Linked DNA regions of Gossypium arboreum: region 2 is linked to region 1. Evidence: chromatin contacts called from public Hi-C data. All regions are on one chromosome and are shown on one strand. The core of a region is the stretch at or near the end of the contact, and the rest is flanking DNA. Distances in the headings are between cores, read along the strand shown. Region 1 holds the start of LOC108464474 (serine carboxypeptidase-like 50). Region 2 holds the start of LOC108463936 (mitogen-activated protein kinase 17).

Region 1 (6,694 bases), core at 3,951-6,450:
TTGTGCACGTGATTATATCCGGTTATATTCCGAAGAATCTTGGGCTGGAGGTGAGTGTTGGTTGCTGAAATGAATTTAATTAGTACACTCGGACAGCCCAAAGGATAAGGTACGTTATATGTGCATTGGAAAGTCGGCGTGTTTGAGCAACATTCGCTCAATCGACTAATGAATTTCAGTTATTGAATTGATTGATGCTTTGCGAACTTATACAATGATGAAGTATGAAGTAAGAATGTGTATTAATGAAATGATGCATTTGGCTATGTGAATGTATTGCTGTAAATTATAGTTCATTATATTCCTTGAGACTTACTAAGCATAAAAAATGCTTACCCGTTGCTTTGGCTCTTAGTTTTCTAGATTTCGCCGAGGCAATCGGATTTGGGATCGTTGAAGTCGAAGTCATCCACACTATCAAGCCTCCATTTTGGTATAAATTTTTGTTTGAACTTGAGATGGCATGTATAGGACTACCCTTGTTTGTTAAATATGTTGTAATGTAAGTATGTACGGCCGTGCGAAAATGGCTCGAAAAGGAAGTATGAACTTAGACTAATTGTGGGTTGTATGTATATATTTTGTGTCATGATGTGGCTATGGCTTGGAAATGAGAATGTTGGTCATATGATCAGCCATTGGCACAGTTAAAATGATCATATATGAACCTATGTATGGTAAGGCTAGTTGAATCATGGAGACCACCAAATAGGTGAGTCCTATCTTAAAACAGATGCTGCCAGCTGCAGTGGCGTGAATGTGAAAAATCACCAAAATTCATAGGAATGGAATTAGATAGTGAATAAGCTATGTAAATGAACCTTGATGAGTCTATTTTCATATGGAAGAAATGAAACGGTCATAGGAGTTACAGGTTAAGAGATATTAAAGCTATTGTGAGACAGGGCCAGAATGGTTTCTGGGTTCCCTGTCGCAACTTTAAAAATTCACTATAAATTATCCAAAAGAATTAGGAGATATATCTTATATGTACAGATTCCATTTTGAGTCTAGTTTCATTAGAAACAAACGAAACCAGAATTAAAGCCCTGTACAGAGAGATATTCAAGTTATACCGCGCGAAGGTCGGAGCAGTCGATCCCTGTAACAGGGTAACTTTAACTAATAAACTGTACCAATTGGCCCGACCAAAAATCCTAGAAATAAATCCATGGATGGATATATGAGTCTAAATTCAGGGAAAATTTACGAAACCAGTTTCCGAGTTTTGAAACTCGAGATATGATTTTTAAGGCGACAGTGACGCAGTTTTCCAGCCTGACTGGAAATGTCAAATTGGTGGGCAAAAACATGTGAACTTGGTTTGTTAACCCTCGGGTCCGACACCGGCGATGGTCTCGGGTTTTGGGGTGTTACAAGAATTGGGTATTAGGTTGTGGGCTTGAGAGAAAAATTAGGTTTAATATCATAGAAATTAAAATATGATAAAATAAATAAATAAATAATAATGGTAATAATAAAATATTAAAATGATTATTGGGTCTAAAATTAGGTGGTGAAAATTTTGATTAGGTGGTCGATTATTAAATAACTTAAAATGAATTTTAAAAATAAAACCGAATTTGAAAATAATTGAGAAAAATGTGTTTTAATTAAACTAATGACTGATTTGAAAAACAAGGGAAAATAGGGAGTCTTTAAAAGAAAATTTTCCTTAATATTAAAAAAGAATTGTTTATCTTCCTTACTTCTTTAAACAACTCATCTCCTTCCTTCCCATTTAGCTTCACATTCAAAATTTTCCTCAAGTTCAAATTGGATATTTTCTTTCAAAATTAATTCATCTTTAGTAATTTTGAGCTATCCAAACACCTCAAAATATATTTTAAAATTAAAATATTTATAAAATTTCAAAATTTATATTTTTAGAAAATATAAAAATGTCAAAAAATTATAAAATATATATAAAGAAAGTTAAAAATTTTCTAGAATAATAATTTTGGGGACCTAAACAAGTTAATTAATGATTTAAGTTTATCATGTTAATAACATGAAATTAGTTATATTGTAACAAGATTTTAATTTGAACTATTTAATTTTTTAAATTTAACTCGAAAAATTTCACTTGTTTAGACTCGACTCTAGTTTTTTTTCACTCGACTCGATTCGAAAAAAATTCAAATCGAGTTAGGATGATAAAATAAGGCTCGTCAACTTGATTAACTCGAAATTTTTTAACTCGATTCAACTCGATTCAATTGAATGCTCACCCCTAACTTTTACAAAATAAACACCATGTGGTGTTCTTTCGTTAGTTAACTCAACCACTAGAATTTTTTTTAACGTGGGTTCAAAAATTGGACCAAAAACCATAACAAAACCATACTTTTGGTACCAAATTGTAACAAAAAAATTTAGGTATTAAAGTGAAAAAATGAGTATACTCTAAGGACCAAAGAGTGAATTAAGCCTAAAAACAACAATACCAAAAAAAAGGCACGTGAGGATCACGTGATCATTAGCTCTATAAATGGACCAAGTATGGTGATGTAGGGTTTTATTCAGCCGTATCGGCAACCCTAAGCACTCGGGTCAGGTGAACAAACTTTTTTTTTTCTTCTGTTCTTTTTGTGTAGAAAACTTTATGGTTGCGAAGGGAGAAAGGGCTGAGGCAAATGGGGGAGAGCAGTATTTTAGTGGCTCTTAAAATACCTGTGGGTTCTCTGCAGGCTGCCCTGCCTTTTAATCAGCCCTGTACATCAAACCCTTTATATATGGCATCATAGTACGGGTTTTGTGTTCTTTTTTCTCTGGTGGGTTTTAGTCGTTGGGATGGGATCTTTGGTCTTCTTTTACCAGTTTCCCACCTTTCAAGTTCCCCATCAGAGATGCTTTTCACCATATTCCCGCCTCCAAAAGCCATTACATGAATACCCCATTTCTTCAATGTCTCCCTTTTCAATGTTTATAACCCAAATATGGTTTTAATTTGTTACGGAGAACTTTTAAGCTGTTTTCCTTTTTAAGTTTTGTTTGGCAAAATCTATATAATAAATGGGTTCACCCTCGATGTTTAATTTAATTTTATTGTTAATTCTAGCAATGAAGGCGTGGGTTGCTTGAGGCGGCTGTTACTTGATTATATAATCTCATCGAGCCGTTTGATGAGGATCATTAATCTGTTTAATTGCTAATAAATCCCAATTGGTTTAAGATTTCTAGTCTCTGCCTAGTTCAGATGGAATAAAATTTCCACATTTCGTTTATGAAGCGTTTGGCTGTCTACCAAACTGCCCATTCTCCAAAACCATTCCTCAATAACGACAATGTCTATGGAATTCATTGTTTTCACCAATACTATGGACGATGCTGAAACTTATAATAGAAACCCAAAAATTGCTTAGTAAGTCTCAGGGTAACTTGGATCTTCCTGGGTCTAAGTCCATCTAAACCTTGTTCCAGCAGGATTATTAAGACGATGAAGACCAAATCAGGTAATCCTAGAAACTGAGTAGTCTCAAGAGACTGACCGTTATACATTTAGCCTGATAGAGAGAGCATAGGTTTTGCTCCCTTCTCCTTTGGAACCGTATATCATGTTAAGAGGTATTTTATTGATTAGTTAATAATGTTAAGAGCCTTTGGCTTCATGTGACAAAAAGGGGTCGTGGATTTCTTTTTATTGAATAGCATAGATTACATAGCTTGAAACTTACAGATAAAGAACAAGTTTAAGAGCAATAACATTTTAGAGTGTTGCCCTGAATTTTGTCGATGATCCTCTTTGCTTTCCACCAAATTGGCCCTTCTCCAAAACCCAATCCTCAATCATAGCCTGAGAATTCAAAGCTTGGTCAGCAGGCAAAAGATGCCCTGCTCCTGAAACTACAACATTGGTCAAGCTCGCCCATTTTTGCAGGTACCCTGCAAGCTCTCCGTTTACTTTCCAAATCACTCTATCAGCCATCTTGAACTTCTCAATCCCTTCCCATTTCATGGTCTTCACCCATGCCTCTGTTGATACCACACCATCCCTTAAATCATATAGCCCTTGATACAACAGTACCTTGCTGTTCTTCACCAAGAACTCCACCATGTACTTCACGCTCTTCATCACATCTTCATGCAATACATCCCCAACAACATCGCTGCACTCCTCGAAAACCATGGATTCATTCACTCCTAATGCTCTTTTTACTTCAGCTATGTTAAGAAATCTGACAGCAAATTCTGTCTGGTAAGGGATTTTCTTTGTGAAGTCATACAAAGTTGCCAAACCAGTCATGTTTTGCAGCCTGCTTAAGACCTTGCTTCTAGCATTTGTTGCCTCACTCCAGTTCCCCATCTTAACCAACTCAACAGCCTCCCTTTGTGCTTCCTCAAGTTCACCCTTTTGCCTCTCGTTGACTAAACCACAATAGTAAGCATTGTCTGCATGAGTTGTCACCTGGGTGACCGGATCCGTTAGTCCATCACCTATAGCGACACCCCTGAAGTTCACTCTTCGTGAAACCGGCAACTGGGGATTTTTTTTCAAAATATAGTACCCAATTGCAGGAACATACTTTCCTGCATAACTCTCACCAGTAATATAAATAGGACGATCCTTAAACAACGGATCTAATGAGGTAAAATCAGTGATAGCAGCAAACAAATGCTTGGCAACAGAAAGTTGGTCTCTGGGAATTTCTTGCGGCGTCGATGCAATGCTAAACCCTGTTCCAATAGGATTATCGAGAAAAAGAAGACCAAAAAAGCGGTTCCAAGAACCTGGATTGCGCTCAAGAGTCAAATTATGAGCGTTTTTCATGTGAGAAGAAACAACACGCCATGGTCCGAGCTCAAACAAGTTGCCAATCATGGAGGAGCATCCAGGGCCACCTTGGAGCCAAATGAGAAGTGGGGTTTTGGAGTGAGGGGAAGTGGGGGTTTGAGCTTCATAGAAGGCATAAAAAATAGCAGAACCAGTGGCGTGGTTGACCGGAAGGTAGCCAGATTTGGTGGGGAGGGCGTCTTTGGGGAAGAGAGGAGTTGTTGAAGCGGTGAGATAAAACGAAGAGTAAAGGCAGAGGAAGAAGAAAGCGCTTGTTGTCGTTGACCTACTCCTTGCCATTATGGTCACAAGTGTTTGCAAATTGTACTCATTAGCTTTTAGTAATAGATTTTGCTATTCAGGTTTTGCTAATAGTTATGCTCGGTTTTGTTTTGTTTTTTTTTTTTTCGAAAATAGTTAAGTCCCAGGAGAGCTCTTTTTGCTTATTTGTATTACAAAGATTAATTTTGTATTCAATTTAAATAAACTAGTATGGTTTTGGAACTCTTGTTTGGGTTAATTATTTCAACATTCAAAATTTAGACTAAAATTTGAATGTTGAAATATATTTCAAGTTTTTATTTTCTTTTTATATTTTTAAAATTTAGTCATATTTTATTTTTAGAAATTTAGTTTTTTTTTTATATTTTTAATTTAAAATTCAAGCTTAACTGCCAAACAGTATTAAAATTTTCTATAAAATTTTATGGTTTAACATTTTGAAATTAAAGAAATACCCGGCAACTATATAACAAAAAGAAGAAGATATTTTTAAAATCATCTTTAACTATAACAAAAAAGAAAAAGATATTTTTATAAGAAAAAGAATAAAAGTTGATTAAATTACTATAATTCTAGGCGTATTAGCACTATTAAGATCATCCTTAACTAGACGACAAACTTCATTCGGAACTTGTGGAACTTGTGCAAACATGTGGACACCAATTGCCAGCATTGCATCAACAACTTTGTTCTCCTCACGGTAAACATGAACAACTCCAACCTCCCAATCCGACCTTAAAAGTCTCTTTATGGCTCTCACCAACACATTAGCACCATGGTTATCTTCTTTCTCTTTAATAAGAGAGATTACAAATAAACTAAGATCACTTTACTTGCCCCTATATGCCAAGTCTGCTGCAATCACTCCAAGGCTCTACAAAGTTTTGCTTCCATAATCGAACACATCTCAGTAATTATAGTAAAGCCCACTAGTCAATCACAATTATTACCCCGAATAACACCCTCAGCCATAGCCGCACTTGTGCCACTATTCCTTGTCCAATCTATATTAACCTTGATCCACCCCTCTTGGCTTTGTCTAGTAAATAAGGGATCGAACTCTCTGCTTTGCATTACTAACAAGCACTTCATCAGCTCTCGCTTTACTGGTCTCAATGGTTAACCGATTAGCTTGCTACAAAATGGATTCACACTCAACAAAATCTTGGTTAACTAGTTTCCTACTGCGCCTCTACCATAACAACCATACTAGAAAGCCTAATTTGATATCTCAATTGCTATCCAACTCAGAAAAACATGATAGAGCCAATATATTTGTGAAAATCCAATCTGTAATATTCATGGTTAAAAACACTAGCAAATTACCAGGATTAATAATGCCATGCTAAAGGAAGGTTGCCGGAAAACACTACTGAAGCACATGGTGAATATCCTCCTCTTCTTCATTGCATAGTTGACACATTCCATCATCCGTCAAATGTCTCTTTACCCGATTCACATTGGTTAACAACTTATCAGTCGACGCGAGCTATAGAAACATTTTTACTCGTTGTGGACCCTTATGAGTCCAAAGGCTCCATTTTCGATAAGCTTGTACCACATTATTATGCATTAGAACATCATAAGTCGATCTTGATGAGAAGCCCCCCCTTTATTCCATTGCCAATTGGGGGAAAT
Region 2 (6,313 bases), core at 299-2,798, 130 kb after region 1:
ATTTATAATCACAAATTGGTACAACAATTGAGATGTAAAAGAAGGCAACCTGTGTGAATGTATTTCAGACCCCGAAGAAGCTGGTATAAGAAAAACTGATGATGCTCAGGGGTTAGATCATCATTGATTTTTATAACATGGTGAAGATCAGATTCCATCAACTCAAAAACAACAAATATGTCTTTGAATTCTCTTTGACATGGAGGAAGCATTATGTGTTTTATCTGAACTATGTCAGGGTGACGCAGCAGCCGTAGAAGTTTGATCTCTCTCAGAATACGTGTGGCTTCAGATGTGTGCTCAAAGATATTGGCTATCTTCTTAATAGCTACCTTCTCTCCAGTGTGAGTATCAATTGCAGAGGCAACCACACCATAACTTCCTGTGCCTACTACTTCCTTTATTTCATATTGACTTGCTTCGCCATATTCGGTGAAAAAGTCTTTGCCAAACATTTTCTGATTAAAACAAATAACCATTAGATTCAATCTGAAAGAAAGTAACATGAAAAAACTTACTCCTAAGCATTCTCACAGTGTACTTAAAGTTATACAAGAGAAGCATATCAAACCACCTATCATATAATATGAATGTTATGATTAACTCAAAGCCATTGATTTGGTAGATTTCTATATAGAGCCAAATGGATCTAACTACAGATTTATGTTCAAAATATTTTCTAAATATAAGAATAACTGTCACCCTTTGTTGAATGTTCAAGACTAATAAGAATCTCCAAGAAAATAGCTAAGAGGAGAAAAGAAAAAGCTTTATGCAGACGAATACTAACTATCATTAAAACTCAATAAAAGAAATTCAACCCAATAAACTTATAAATAAATCCCCTTTTGTTTTTCAGTCATTTTCATCGTAAAAGCTAAAATTTTCATTCTATGAGGAAACTTTCAAGCTTCAATATCACACATCTAACAGACATTCAAACCGCAGAAAAAGAAAAAAAAAAGTCTCATTTAAAAGAAAAACAGATACTTTAACTGATTAAGGAGAAAAAAGAGAAATTACTCTTTTTTTTTTTTTCTGTCGGCAAAAGAGGCCAAAGCAGAAGCTTGAATATTGATGAGTGATGAGAGAAGAGCTTCCTTCAAATAAACGCGGAGACAAGATATGAACTGCTCAAATAACACCTGCAACACCTTCTACGTATGAAAATACAGTGTAACGTAAACGTATATTTATACGTATATATAATACCCCGTATCAAGTAGGATGCTGACAAAAACTTGAATATGTCAAAACAGAACTGCTGTCAGAAAGGTCATCATTACTATTTATGTCACAAATATAAATTTGATAAAATACCGAATTTTTTTAAAAAAATCATCATATTTTTCTTTTGTAATAAAAAAAGGCATATTCATCTGAAAAAAGGACTTGCTCGAAATTCGAACCTTATCTTATCCCCACGTTTCCGGAGCTATAAAGAGAGAGGATCGGGGAAGAGGTGAGGTGATGTCGTTTCAGGCATCGGCCATAGATGATAGTAAGTAGGATTGCTATTAAGTTGTAATATTAATAACTAGAATGAAATTTATCAGAAGGGGAAAGCAAAGCAAGGCAAGTTGAGTTGAGATTTTGACGCGGAGGCTGCGAATCGCTGAGTGGATGAAACTCGTGCGGTGAAAGGGTGATTTAGGGTTGAGCTCCGTCGCTTCTCCCTTCCCTCCCTTCACCTTCCGCACGCCCTATATTTATGGTTTTATTAACATGGCCAAATTTCGTATTGGGGATGATAATGAAGGAGGTGGTGCCACGTACGCAAAATACATTTGGAGTTCAATGTCTTGCACTGCAATTTGAGGGAGTAACTTTGTCGTCTGTGTTACGTAAGGTAACATCATTCGTCTATGAAATTGGAAATTTCTTATATATCAATTTAGATTTCTTTTCTTTTCTTTTGGGGCCAAGAAAATAGTCAACATCTTTAAGGAAAAACTTATTAGTTAGTAAGAAAATTTCAATTTGATTATTTTTAAGTTTTAAAATTATTTTCCTCTAATCTGACTGCTAAGTGTGACACTTTTTACTTAATATAATAATATTAATAGTCCTCATTTTTATATTTTCTATAAATTTGATCTTAATTTTATATTCAAATTTTAAAAATCTTGAAATTAATTAAAAATAAAAAATTTATATAAAAAATCTAGAAAAATAAAACTTTAAAAATGTTATCGTTGAAGAATTAATATGTATGAGAAATAAAGAAAATTGTCTTTCATTATAATTAAATAACAATTTTAAAACTGAACAAAAACTGTTAGATCATTACATTACATGCTTTATCAATGTTTCAAAACTAAATTAGTAATATATTCAATTTAAGTTTTATACCCTAAAGAAAATCTAAAATTGATCTTACATAAGCTTGTCATTTTTTTAGCTAAAATATACCTCAAAATTTTCTTTTTCAAACTCAAATCAAAATTTTAATTAATTTAAATTATTTTCAAAATTAAAATTGTAAAACAAATTATTTGTTTTTTCTTTTCTTAGGATATGAAAGCTATGTCAAGAAACAGAAGATGCAAAAAAAAAATCAACCATTAATTTTGCTTTTTTTATGTTTTTAAAGTATGAGTATTGGATATTTCCATACAAATAATACAAAGAGAAAAGTTGGATGGCTTAAAATATTTTTCCTCATTTTCTTTCACTTAATCTATTTTTGAAAATTTTATCTACTTTTATTTTTGTTTTTAGAAATTTTAAATTTAAAAAATCATTTTTATTTTTTATAATTAAGATCAAATTAATAGAAAGTATAAAAATTAAGAATTAAAATTATTATTATACCAATTAAAAAGTGTCAAAAATAATTTTTAAAATTTTAATGACCAAATTATATTTTTTAATTAACTAATCAAATCGAAAACTTATTAATAATTTAGTATTTAGTGGACAAACAATATAATCTCCCTTTTAATGTCAAATTAAGATCGTGCTTTTGTTTTTCCTAATTTCACGCGTTTTAAAATAATTTTTTATTATTGATGATATTTTAAATTAAATTCATATAAAGATTATATAATTAAAATAAAAATCACTCCCCTGTTATTATTTTCTTTTGTCATTTTTTCCCTTAAATTTCATCCATAATCATTAGTTGACTTTCTGAAACAAATGTAATGCATTTTTACTGGTGACTTAACAATAAAATTTTGTATTTAATCATTAAATTATATAAATTCCATTTTATTAATTATATTATTAAGTCTAAAACGGTTGGGTGATGAAGGTTTAAATTATATGAACAGTGATTTAATTATGAGAGTATTTCTATTTTGATTGTTCAATTATAATTTTTTTAGATTTAATTACTAAAGATTTTGAAGTTAGATTTTTTTTAATCACCATATCGTTAAGTTGATAACAGAAATGTGATGTGGCCTTCTTTTATTGGGTTAATAAGAAATATCGTCCTTCAATACTTATTCCTTTTAGTTCTAATTCTATTAAAACCAATCAATTTAACCCTCAACACGCACAAAATTTATCAATTTAATTGTGTTAGCTCGATTAGTCAATCTAAAATTACCAAGAGTGGGGTGAATTGATTTTAAAAATTTGTGGATGCTTGAAAGAAAAGATAGAACAATTGGACACATTAATTTAGAATGGTTCGGCTCCAATTGCCTACTCCACTACCTTAGTTTTCCACTACTAAGGATTTTCTCAAATTCACTAATTTGATTAACCTTTGATGACAAGGTTTAACCTTACAACTCCCTTAAGGTTTTTACCCAAACCTTAAGTTACAACTCTTTCAAAGAGTGAAACAAATAATCAAACTAAGAATTAATCCTTAAAAGATTGGATTGTTTGCTAATTGAGCATAAATGAAACGATAAGACACTTGGGCTAACTGAATAACAATGAAAGCTCACAAGTTTGTACAAGAAAAGTATGATATTTTAAGCACAAAGGTTGTTTGATTGCAATTTGAGCTTGGATAATCTCTCTTTTTGTTGTAGAACCTTTTAAGGATGGTATTTATACTTCCAAATTAATTTCCAACCGTTGTGGTTGTTGGAATATTGAATAGAGTTGTTGGGGATGAAAATGCCAGTGTATTTATGTCACCTGCAACAGTAGGTATTGATACTTTCTCTACAAGTATCACTACTATTAGCATTTAATGTCTTATTTAGTGATTGTTGGAGCCATCAATATTGAAGCCAAAAGAGATTTATCTATACGAAGTAGAGGGTATCGATATCGTATCGGTACTTGATAAATACTTTGAAAGTCAGAATGCCAATTTCGTATCAATACGGAAAAAGGTATCGATACAAGTGTACCGCTATCGATACTTGAAAAAAATTATCAATACTACCATATTGATCATTGATAAATACAATGAAAAACAAAATGTCATTTTAATATCGATACCAAAAAAGGCTATCAATAAAATTGTGAATCTATCTATACTCAACAAAATTTATCGATACTTAACAAAAAATAAAGTATGGATACCAAATCGATACCTTTTTGCTTGGAGCATTTTTTAGCTTGTTTGAAAGTTTGTTTAACTAACTTGACCTTTTAAAAGATTTTGTAAGTTCAACTTCAACAATTTTTCTTTTTAACTATCATTTGAAATAGAATTTTTGCGAAATTTTGTTTTAAATGATTTTTGTTCAAAAACATCATATTTGTTATATCAAAATATTTTTTCAAATAAAGCTTGGTTCAACATTCTTTAATTATTAGCCTTTTTTTTTTCTCTTTGCCTATTCTTTTATGCTCTTGGCTAGTGTTATTCAGCGCAGGAAAACTCAAAGGTTTCTAGTTTCCTATGCCAAAAAGATTATAAGCTATCGATGAAGTTTTTTTAACACTTTAGATTAAATGGTGCTTCTTCGACATTGAAAAATATAAAAGTTTTTTTTCAGCAGCAAAAAAGATTATAATTTATTTGAAAGTTTTTTTTATATAAATTTTTATGTTAAAGCGGTAGTTCTTTAGTTCCAAAAAAGCTCAAATCTTACTAGTGTCAAATAAAAAATTATAAAAAAAATTTCTAGCGCCAAATACTTGTAAGAATGTTTAAGGTTAAATTTATTGTGTTCTTAGAATTAAGATTAAATTGATAGAACAAATAAAATTGAAGGGCAAATTTTGTTGCTAGGCCAATAGAAAAGACAATGTCAAACTTTTGTTATCAACTTAATGACAATGTGACTAAAAAATCTAATTTGGAAAATTTTAGTGGCTTAATCAAAAAAAAAATTATAGTTGGATGACCAAAATGGAAACACACTCATAGTTGAGTGACCATTCATATAGTTTATCCAAGAAATAAATGCCCATGCCTTACTGTTTCAAACTTAACAACATAGTGACTAAAAAAATGACTTTGAATAGTTTAGTGATTAAATTAAAAATTTTCATTATTAGGTGACCAAAATAGAAAAAGGGTAAAAATTTGTTAACTAATTAGGTTGTTTACCCATTTAAAAATTGTTTTTCTAGATTTCTTCAATTATTTATCAATCTACATTTTGTTTCTGAGATAGACCTCGACACCCATATGCGTTTTTCTTGGAATTAAATTCTTTATGTAATCCGTGTCTTGGATGTTTAGAAAAATATAATAGCATCAAGTTTGACACCGTCATTTTCGTACTTGTGAGTAATTGATTCTCTTTAGTTATGACATAATGAGTTGACCTGCCCTAAATTTCTTAACTTTGTTTCTGTGAATTTTAATATAAATATATGTATTTGCTTCAGTGGCTAAGTGTTTTGATGGTATGTTTGAGGTCTTGTGTTCAAGTCCCATTTTTGGCAAATTCTATCATTTTTTTATCCTAGCCTTATCCCTGTTAGGTAGGTTTATATTATATTTTTGGTAAACTCACATTAGAATAAGCTTGTTGGTTTGAATGGTAAGGAGTTAAATTATTGGAGGTTGGAGGTCTTATGTTTGAATTCTTGTGTGAGTGTGGGTGATAATTTTTGCTCTGATTGCTTAAGAGAGTTTGGGTGGAGTTAAAAGTCAGAGGTAGTTGGATGTGGTTAGTGGTCAAATTTAGTGGGATTTGGTTATAGGTGGGGAGTTGAGGGAAAATAATGATTTAATTATTTTATTTTTAATTTAATTTTTATCATTATCCTTTTCCCTAAAAATCAGCCACTGTTTTCACGTTCATTTTTTTTTCGTTTCTCATACATTCTCTTATTCTTTTTGCTTTATGTTCCTATTACTTTTCTAATTCAAACAAAATTCAAGTATTATTTGGTCATCTCTGCCATTGAGATTGGTGGTTGTTGTTTGGTAAGTGCGTAGTTG

What was found. A called contact is a pair of places that touch in the nucleus more often than the background predicts.
Region 2: a Hi-C map of leaf shows a contact between it and region 1, with 2.2 times the contacts expected there. The contact joins the promoter of LOC108463936 here to the promoter of LOC108464474 in region 1. A contact is called at or near these places in 2 of 5 Hi-C or Micro-C datasets (both in leaf).

What each region holds. Positions count from the first base shown.
Region 1 is chr3:28,232,376-28,239,069 of ASM2569848v2, forward strand. It overlaps LOC108464474 (serine carboxypeptidase-like 50), which reads right to left and starts at 5,201. Exons shown (of 1, transcript XM_017764794.2): 1 at 3,614-5,201. The coding sequence starts at 5,074. The coding sequence ends at 3,710.
Region 2 is chr3:28,365,800-28,372,112 of ASM2569848v2, forward strand. LOC108463936 (mitogen-activated protein kinase 17) reads right to left here and starts at 1,549. Exons shown (of 11, transcript XM_017763950.2): 1 at 1,410-1,549; 2 at 1,024-1,145; 3 at 50-458. The coding sequence starts at 455. It overlaps LOC128290300 (a long non-coding RNA gene), which reads left to right and starts at 1,817. Exons shown (of 3, transcript XR_008280018.1): 1 at 1,817-1,849.